Linked DNA regions of Sus scrofa: region 1 is linked to region 2. The links are chromatin contacts, called in public HiChIP or PLAC-seq maps. All regions are on one chromosome and are shown on one strand. Each heading gives the region's core, a stretch centred on a gene start, on an enhancer-like site or on the middle of the called end of the contact. The rest is flanking DNA. Distances are from core to core; before and after follow the strand shown. Region 1 overlaps PHEX (phosphate regulating endopeptidase homolog, X-linked). Region 2 overlaps SMS (spermine synthase).

Region 1 (4,183 bases), core at 1,626-4,125, 140 kb before region 2:
TTTTTAGGGCCACACCCGCAGCATGTGGAAGTTCCCAGCCTAGGGGTCAAATCAGAGCTACGGCTGCTGGTCTATGCCACAGCCACAGCAACCCAGGATCCCTGCTGCATCTGCAACCTACACCACAGCTCATGGCAACACCAGATCCTTGACCCATTGAGCGAGGCCAGGGATCAAACCCAAGACCTCATGGGTACTAGTCAGGTTCGTTTCCACTGAGCCACAACAGCAACTCCAAGGATTCAGCTTTTGGCTACAGAACTGAATCCAGCTGGGTACCAGCCGAGTTCCTCCTAGTCTGACACAGAGCGTAAGCCTGGCTCCTGCCACCAGAGCAACCCAAGGCAGTGCTGCGTCCCTTCCCACTAGGCCTCACAATCATTATGTAGTGTAGTGACCTTGAGATCCTCCTACTCTGTTATGGAAAAAGGCAAATCTTCCAGAAGACACCTCCCAAAATAATTTGTATCACTTACACTCATTCAACAGCTATGATAGCTGGGAAAAATAATAGGCTTCCTGTCCTTTGCTGCTTGTTTATAATAAGAGCATATGCTTGCAGGGAACACAGAATCCTAAACCAAAAATGATGCTGATTTCCCCATGCTAAATTTCCAGTTGAAACCTACACTGCTGGTTTCACAATATAAAACCACTCATGACCTCCTGGGACACGAGAGGAGAAAGGCAAGGAGATAGAGGTAACAAATTTACCCTTTATTCACAGGAACAGATGCATCCTTATTTATCTTTGATGGTGATCACCCATAGCAAAGAGCACCACGGAGCCATATCCCCACATTCCATTCTGAGACCAGAGTAACCAACACAAAAGCCAAGGTATTGGACCTTAGCTCACTGCAGGTATCTGGACCCTCCCAGTCCAGGAGGCAGGTCACTTGGGAATGCTGAGGACGAGAGCCCTTAGGAGGCACTGTAACTAGCTGCAGTCCAGAGCCTGACAGTGAGGGAAAGAAAAGCTTCTCCCCCTCACAAATCGGAACATTTTTCCAGCTTTCCCAATGGGTTGCCAAGTGACTCAGCACTGGCCCAGTGTGGGCACTATTATTGATGAGAAATCTTCTGCCTGGGTGATATACTGCACCCAACACATGCCCAAAGAACAGTGCCAAGTCATACCAGGAAGAGCCGGCAAATTATTCACCTCCACTTCGAATGCAGGCAAATCCTGTCTTAATGCAGGGGCTACTTAGTATCAGAAAGACAAAGCCCTAAGATAGCCAGAGATTTCCATCTACGATTCAAGGAATTATTAGGCAGAGCCTCTCCTTTCTTGTTGACTATTAAAAGGCAATCAAATCGAGGACAGCACAGAAAAAGGGCAAGAAAAAATAATAATTTTTCAAAAAACAACCCCATGGCAGAAAGCTGCATAAAAGCCTTCAGCACCCTAAATGCTGTCTTTGTGAGTGCTACGAGCTCCACCCAGAGGTCATTTCTAGATCTGCAAGTTCATTCAATTTGGCAAAAGAAAATCTGTATCTTCTGGGGTCCAGGGCCCCAATGGCTTTGGAGAACTGCTAGAAATTCTTGGACAACATTCCCTCATTCTTGTCTTTCATGAAAGGAGCTGCTCTGAACTCTGAAATGCAAGATATACTCAGGGAACCTGGTGAGATCCAGCAGAACAACTACCTTTGATATCTGCACCTGTCAAGGAACTAGTTTGAGTTCCTGGCAGGTTGAACTCAGCTCAAAGACAGCAGAGTGTTCAAAGAGTACTTTTAGAAGAAAAAGTGAGGGCTCTCATTGAAATAAAATATAAGACTGGAGAGCAACTCAGGAGTAAAGAAGAAGGTGTCTAATATTAGAAGGACTGGGAATAATCCTCCTTCAAGAAGGACCCATGGCTACTTGCCTAGAAGGCACCCACTCCCTTAGACAACCCGGAAGATCCACCTAAGGCGATCGCCAGCCACACTCTCCAAAGACCTGAACAGAGTCCTCAGAGTATGCCTCTGGTATTCACCCATTCGTAACACGCACACGCCCCTCACCACTCCACCCCACCCTCCACATCCGCGGCCCTCAGTCCACAAGGATTCAGGCTAGAGTCAAGAGCCCCCAGTGTACTGGGCTCTTAACTGCCTGGCGCAAGACATGCTCTGTTCCAGATACTATAAGCCAGCCCCGCAAATAAAACGAAGCCTTCAAAACAACAAAGACAATGACAGTATGTTGGTGCGGAGTGGTTCATCCACCATCTGGAGAGCTTCTCATCGCAGCTCTTGCGCTCCTGCCTTCATCAGCTTAAGCTGTATGTGACTTACGAAAGCTTTGACAGACTCTCAAGGGGGAAGAAAAAAATAGAACTTCCCCTTTGTCTTCCTCCAACACCCCCACTCCCTGCCACCCAAGTTCTTTCTTCGCTTTAAACATGGAACAGCCTTTTCATGTCTATTGACATAAATATCTACGGCAATGTTTATGCATCTCGGGAGTATTAAAGCTCTGGAAAATATCCATGCTAAACCTCTGCAAATTCCCATTTCAACAAGGCTAAGCACTGTTGCCCTCTTTTTTTTTTTTAATAGACTTTATTGTTTAGAGCAGTTTCAGGTTCACAGCAAAACTGAGAAGAACGTACAGAGTTTCTACAGACCTCTGGCCCCCACACATGCACAATGTCCCCATTACCTATACCCCCCACCAGAGTGGGACATAGGTTACAAATGATGAACCTACAGTGACACACTGTTAGCACCTCAAGTCCACAGATTACCTCAGGTTCACTCTTGATGTTGGACACATATATAACAATATGTATATAACAATATGTATCATACAGAGGAGCTTCCCTGCTCTGAAAATCCTCTCCCTTTTTGTTTCTTGACCGTTGGGCAAAAATACTTGTGCTCAGCATGACTCAGTATGAGCCTAAGTAATGCTCCTGAGGTCTGCCTAGGGACATGAATCACCAAGGAGACTGTTTAAAATCACAAATGTTCAGACTGCACCCTCATTCCACTAAATCAGACCTTGCCAGGGAGAGGCCCAGAAAGCTATAGTTGGTCCACGCATCCTTGGTGATTGCTATGATCAGGAAATTTTCAAAAACACCTCTCTAAAGAAGGAATGTTCCCAACTTCAGCCTCCCAACTGTAGAACAACAACAAAGTCTATCAAGAATGTAGAAGGTACAGAGTTCCCATTGTGGCACAGCAGAAACAAATCCGATTAGTATCCATGAGGATGAGGGTTAGATCCCTTGCTCGGTGGGTTAGGGATCCAGCGTTGCTATGACCTGTGGTGGAGGTCACAGACTTGGCTCGGATCCCTCACTGCTGTGGTTATGGCTGTGGCCTGCAGCTATAGTTCCAATTCAACCCCTATCCTGGGAACTTCCATATGCTGTAGGTGTGGCTCTAAGAAGCAAAAAAAAAAAAAAAAAAAAATGCAGCAGGTAGGGAACCCTCCTACACTGTTGGTGAGAATGTAAACTGGTACAACCACTATGGAAAACAGTATGGAGGTACCTCAAAACTAAATAGAGAACTACCATATCATCTAGCAATCCCACTCCTGGGCACATACCTGGACAAAAGTACAAATCAAAAATATACATGCATCCCTATGTTCACTGCAGCACTATTCACAATAGCCAAGATATGGAAACAACCTAAATGCCCATCGACAGATGAAGGGATTAAGAAGATATGGTACATATATACAATGAAATACTTCTCAGCCATAAAAAGAATGAAATAATGCCACTTGCAGCAACATGTATGGAACTAGAAACTCTCATACTAAGTGAAGTAAGTCAGAAAGACAAATACCATGTGCTATCACTTATATGTGGAACCTAAAATATGGCACAAATGAACCTATCTACAAAACAGAAACAGACTCACAGACATAGAGAACAGACTTGTGGTTGTCGAGAGGGAGGGAGTAGGATGGACAGGGAGTTTGGGGTTAGTAGATGCAAGCTATTACATTTAGAATGGATAGGCAATGAGGTCCTACTGTATAGCACAGGGAACTATATCCAGTCTCTTAGGATGAAGCATGATAGAAAATAATATAAGAAAGGGAAAGTACATATATGTACGACTGGGTCACTTTGCTGTACAGCAGAAACTGACACACCACTGTAAATCAACTATACCTTAATTTAAAAAAAAAAAGAATGTAGCAGGTGTTTCCTACCCACATGACA
Region 2 (4,441 bases), core at 1,158-3,657:
TCATAACTTACATGAATATCACACACATTTTTTTTTTTTATTCAAAGGACCTAAATTTTTTTTTAATGGGGAGTGGAGTAAAAAAGGGAGCGAGGTCAAGTCCCAGGACCTACCTCCTAGTCTCACAAAACCAGTTCTCCGGATTCAAATTTCTCTGGCCTGCCTGACTGGTAGCTCAGTTCCCATACACTCCCGGACACTTTCCCCAAGTCTGGAGCCCAATGACAAGGCTGTCTTCTAGCCAAGTGACACTAGTGACATCATGAACTTGCCATTGTGATATGAGCAATTTTAGACAGGAGCATTTAGCTTTTGTTAGTCACCCAGTAATAGGCTCAACAACATTTTCATCTCCTGTTTAACTTTACTCCATTCTCTAAGCTACTGGCTAGAGGAAGGGGGGGTGGGTGTGTATCAAGGGCTTCTCCTAAGCATACCACCTGGCAGTTAAGCAAAGTACTACACTGTGGCAATGACGTCAACTCAAACTCAAGTTGCCAAGTCAAACTCAACTACTGCTTCTTCAAAACCTATATCCATTTGGTCCACATGGCACACACAACTACCCAACATACTGCAGGATTCCTGGGTATCATAAAATGAGATCACCTTGAGGTTCCAACTGTAATGAACACAGGGTTGGGAAAAACGTTCTAATACATCTTTTGGACAATTCTTAGAAATCAGCACAGCTTTGCGTATTTAATGCCATGTTTAGTAAAAGCTGGTTGGCAGAAGCAATTGGCCAAGGCCTGATGATCACTATTTATGAATGGGTGGTGATGATCAGTCGAATAAGCATTTCTTTTAGTTGTCTATACTTAGAAAGCAGTTCTCCAAGAATGCAGTCAAGTCAACCAGGCAAATATTCACAACAAAAGAAAATAGTCACACTTGGTTCCTGACTGCACCTGTTGTCTACTATTAACTGACTAGTCTGCAGTAGATCCAAACTGTTTTCAGTCTCTTTTGGTTAAAGATGCCAGAGCCTCACATTCTTCCCTAACTTAATTAAGCTCCCTGAGATTTCTACGTGCAGAAACATAGAAAGAACCAAATTCTATCAATACATGTTCTGCTTAAGAAATAGTCACTCATGAAAAACCCAACTCACTGAATTTGGGTTGCTTTTACAAGAATAAGCCCACTTTTACAGAGTTCCTATAAACCAGTGGTCAGCAAACTTCTGTCAAGGGCCAGACAGGCAATACTTCAGGCTTTGCAGATCATGCAGTCTTCATCATGAGTACCCCATACTGCAGATGGAGCCCTAAAGTAGCCACAGACACACTACTGAACAGGCATGGCTGTGTGCCAAGAAAATAGCAAAAACAGGCAGTAGGTGCAAACTGGCCTGTGGTTTACAGACCCCTGGCTTTTAAAAAGTCAATTCTAAAATGTGTTTTTAAAAAATCATTCTTAAACATCAGTTGTTTAAAAAAAAAAAAAAGTCCCCTCACAGACAGTTGTCTGTTCCCCTTAAAGCTTCATACTTCACCAAGGGCGAGGTAGGAAATGGCCACATGTGGGGGTCTTGCATACAGGCAGAGAAGAAAGCAAACAAAATGGGCTGGAAACTAAATCAAGTTGTCCTGGGCATTTTGACTCTCTGATCTCAAATGTCTCACAAACTGTGGCCTGCATTAAAAATGCCTCCCAGGGGCAGGGTGTTAATTTCATCCTGGGGGAGAATAAAGTTTGGACCTTTCTAGCAGTTCTTGACATTTAAATATACTAATACTTGGGGGGGGGGGAGTTGAGGGGGAGGTAGAATTCTCCTGAAAATACTCAAAAATTACAGGGACCAGAGTACAATGCTAAGTGTTTATCTTCTGCTTGTGAATCAAGAGATTTTTGTACCAAGACATTGATGGTCAATTAGCTGCTTTTGCTGTCATTCTCAAAATGTTAAGGGTCAAAAATACTAACTTCAAGCTTTCTAGAAAATGAGGAAAACACAATTTGCTTCCATCTCGTGGCAGCAGCTCATACTACAGCCAAAGCAGTTTTCTGAAATTTATGTTGATGGCTTTTCCACTAAGAATACCCTAGAATCCCAAAGATTACAGGTGGGGAATTTTCAAGTGTGTCCATGTTCCACTGTAGATCAAAGAAGCTTAACTAACAGAACTGTGGACTGCCTGACATGACAACTGTGGATTGAACAAGAATTCTGCTTGAAAGGGCTGTCTTGAGGATTATGACTTAAAACAATGGAGAAACTACAGTGACTGGCAGTGGAAGAATTAGAACATGTGAAATTCCTTAAAAATGTATTGACTTAAATTATTTTTTCCTATGTTACACAATAAAAAAAAAAAAAAAAAATCTTACACTGTGTTAAGAAACCTCCCAGACAATGAAGAGGGGGGAAAAAAAAAATCATGGTCTGTGTCTCCATCTGGTGGCAGCAGCTCATACTACAGCCAAACCCAAATTTGCTAACAGTTTTGGTAACAGGACACAACAGAACTCCCCAACAGCAGAATTTCCTAAAGATGACGGGTCAGCTATGTACAAACTTACTGTTTGAGAGAACATAATCTAATTATGCCGTTCTATCCTTAACAGATTTAAGTTTCAAGAAAACACATTCAAATTTCAACATATAAAATTCTTTTTTTCAGTACAGTTGAGGCTTTATTTATCTACTTCTATATTACACCTTCAACTACTTTCTTTTATACTGAGAATGCTGGGCATGATAGAATTAATCTGCCTAACTGCTCAAATGCTTTATGCCACATTACAAATATTACCTCAGAATAGTGATATTAATACCATCACTGCCCATATTTATTACTGAAAATACATCCAAGATCCTGCACATGCTTGTCCACTCGCCCTCACTTGCCATAATTTTTGGTCCTTGTACCATTCCTACATTGTCAGAGTGCTTAGCCATTACATCCTATACTCATCCTAACCTTCATTAAGTCTTAATTTTACAAGTAACTACATAGTTAATGCTACCATTAGTCTTTATGTCAGTATCTCTCTAGGTATTTTGGTTGTTTGAAGCACAAAATATAAAATTCTTATTGAGAGTTTTTTGGGGAAAAAAAAACAGCTAAGTAGCCTATACCTGTGTAAAATATTTTCCATCCTGTTTCAATACTTTCATTGAGAGGTCAAGAATCAGTCTGAGAAACTCCCACGTGGAATCTGGATGTTAAAAAAAATAAGTTTTATAAATATGGGATTACATGCATCAGAATCATCTGAAGTCAAATATTCACATTAATATTCAATGATACCACAAAAAAAAAAAAAGAAAAGAAATAGCCATGAGCTTAAGGCTCAATATTCCAGGGCTTATTTGTGAATAGTAATATATGGTCATCTATTTTGTGTCTTACACACACATGCACATACACACATATACAAACCAAATCAAGAGCAAATGTGCACGTATGTGGTAGCACTGCTCTCACAATACCCATGAAGATTTGAACCAAAGGCAGTGCTTGAAATCTGAAAGATAAGAGCTTTAAGTAAGGGGGAAAGCAACATCCCAAGGGAGAAACCAAGACGGTCAGCAAGGGTCTTCATGTGGGAACCCAGCCTGGAAATCCACCAGGAGGAAGAGGTAATTGAAAAAACATTACCACTGAAATCCTAAGCTAGCAGTGATTTCAAGTATGTGGTCTGAGAAGGGAGATTGCCTGTGGTATTGCTTAGAAAGGTCACCATGTTATCGTGGCACAGGTTTAAAAAAAAAAAAAAAAACTACATCATGTAAATAAATTAGCAAACATGCTAATGTCTCAATGGTATGATTACGAGTCATTTTATTTCATGTGTGTTTCAAAAGAGTTAATTTTGCTCATTTAGTGACAGAACAGGGTTTGACCAAAGCCAAATCCAGCCATCTTTCCACCATGAGCCTCAGTTTAACTTCTTTTTTTTTTCCTGCCTTTTTGGCTTTTTAGGGCCATACCAGAGGCATATGGAGGTTCCCCGGCTAGGGGTCTCATCAGAGCTACAGCTGCTGGCCTATGCCACAGCCACAGCAGTGCAGGATCCAAGCCGAGTCTGTAACCCACACCACAGCTCACAGCAACCAGGGACCGCCAAGGTTCCTGGTTGGATTCATTTCTGCTGCACCACAACGGGAACCCCTCAATTTAACTACTTTTAATAAATGAAGGAACTTCACTAGACAGTCTTTTTTTTCTTTTTCTTTTTAGGGCTGCACCTGCAGCATAGGGAAGTTCCCCAGGGATGGAACCTGCATCCTCATGGATGCTAGTCAGATTCGTTTCCGCTGTGCCACGACGGGAACTCCTCCTAAAGAAGCTCTTAAGATCTTTCACTCTCACCTAGTGCCAAGAAAATAAATTCCATGATCAAGTACATTGGTTAAAAACAGAAAACAGAATCTACCTTCTTCCGGAGATGTGGAGATTGGAACGGCTGTCAAATCATTAATCACATAATC

The links. HiChIP or PLAC-seq counts read pairs in DNA pulled down with a chosen protein or histone mark.
Region 1: a contact with region 2 is called in an H3K27ac HiChIP or PLAC-seq map of alveolar macrophages. The contact joins two enhancer-like sites. A contact is called at or near these places in 3 of 47 Hi-C or Micro-C datasets (embryonic fibroblasts, fetal heart ventricle and fibroblasts) and 1 of 2 datasets of contacts at active chromatin or transcription factors (alveolar macrophages).

The regions. Positions count from the first base shown.
Region 1 is chrX:18,305,278-18,309,460 of Sscrofa11.1, reverse strand. All of the region lies in intron 12 of PHEX (phosphate regulating endopeptidase homolog, X-linked), which reads right to left. Among named protein-coding and RNA genes, the nearest start is that of PHEX, 100 kb to the right of the region's middle. Within about 2 kb of position 2,875, at least 5 of the 83 cell types and tissues checked have an H3K27ac peak or open chromatin away from gene starts, as enhancers often do. A contact at or near this core is called in alveolar macrophages, where this site is marked.
Region 2 is chrX:18,160,172-18,164,612 of Sscrofa11.1, reverse strand. It overlaps SMS (spermine synthase), which reads right to left. Exons shown (of 11, transcript XM_021079653.1): 8 at 4,387-4,441; 9 at 3,086-3,165. Among named protein-coding and RNA genes, the nearest start is that of PHEX, 41 kb to the left of the region's middle. Within about 2 kb of position 2,407, at least 1 of the 83 cell types and tissues checked has an H3K27ac peak or open chromatin away from gene starts, as enhancers often do. A contact at or near this core is called in alveolar macrophages, where this site is marked.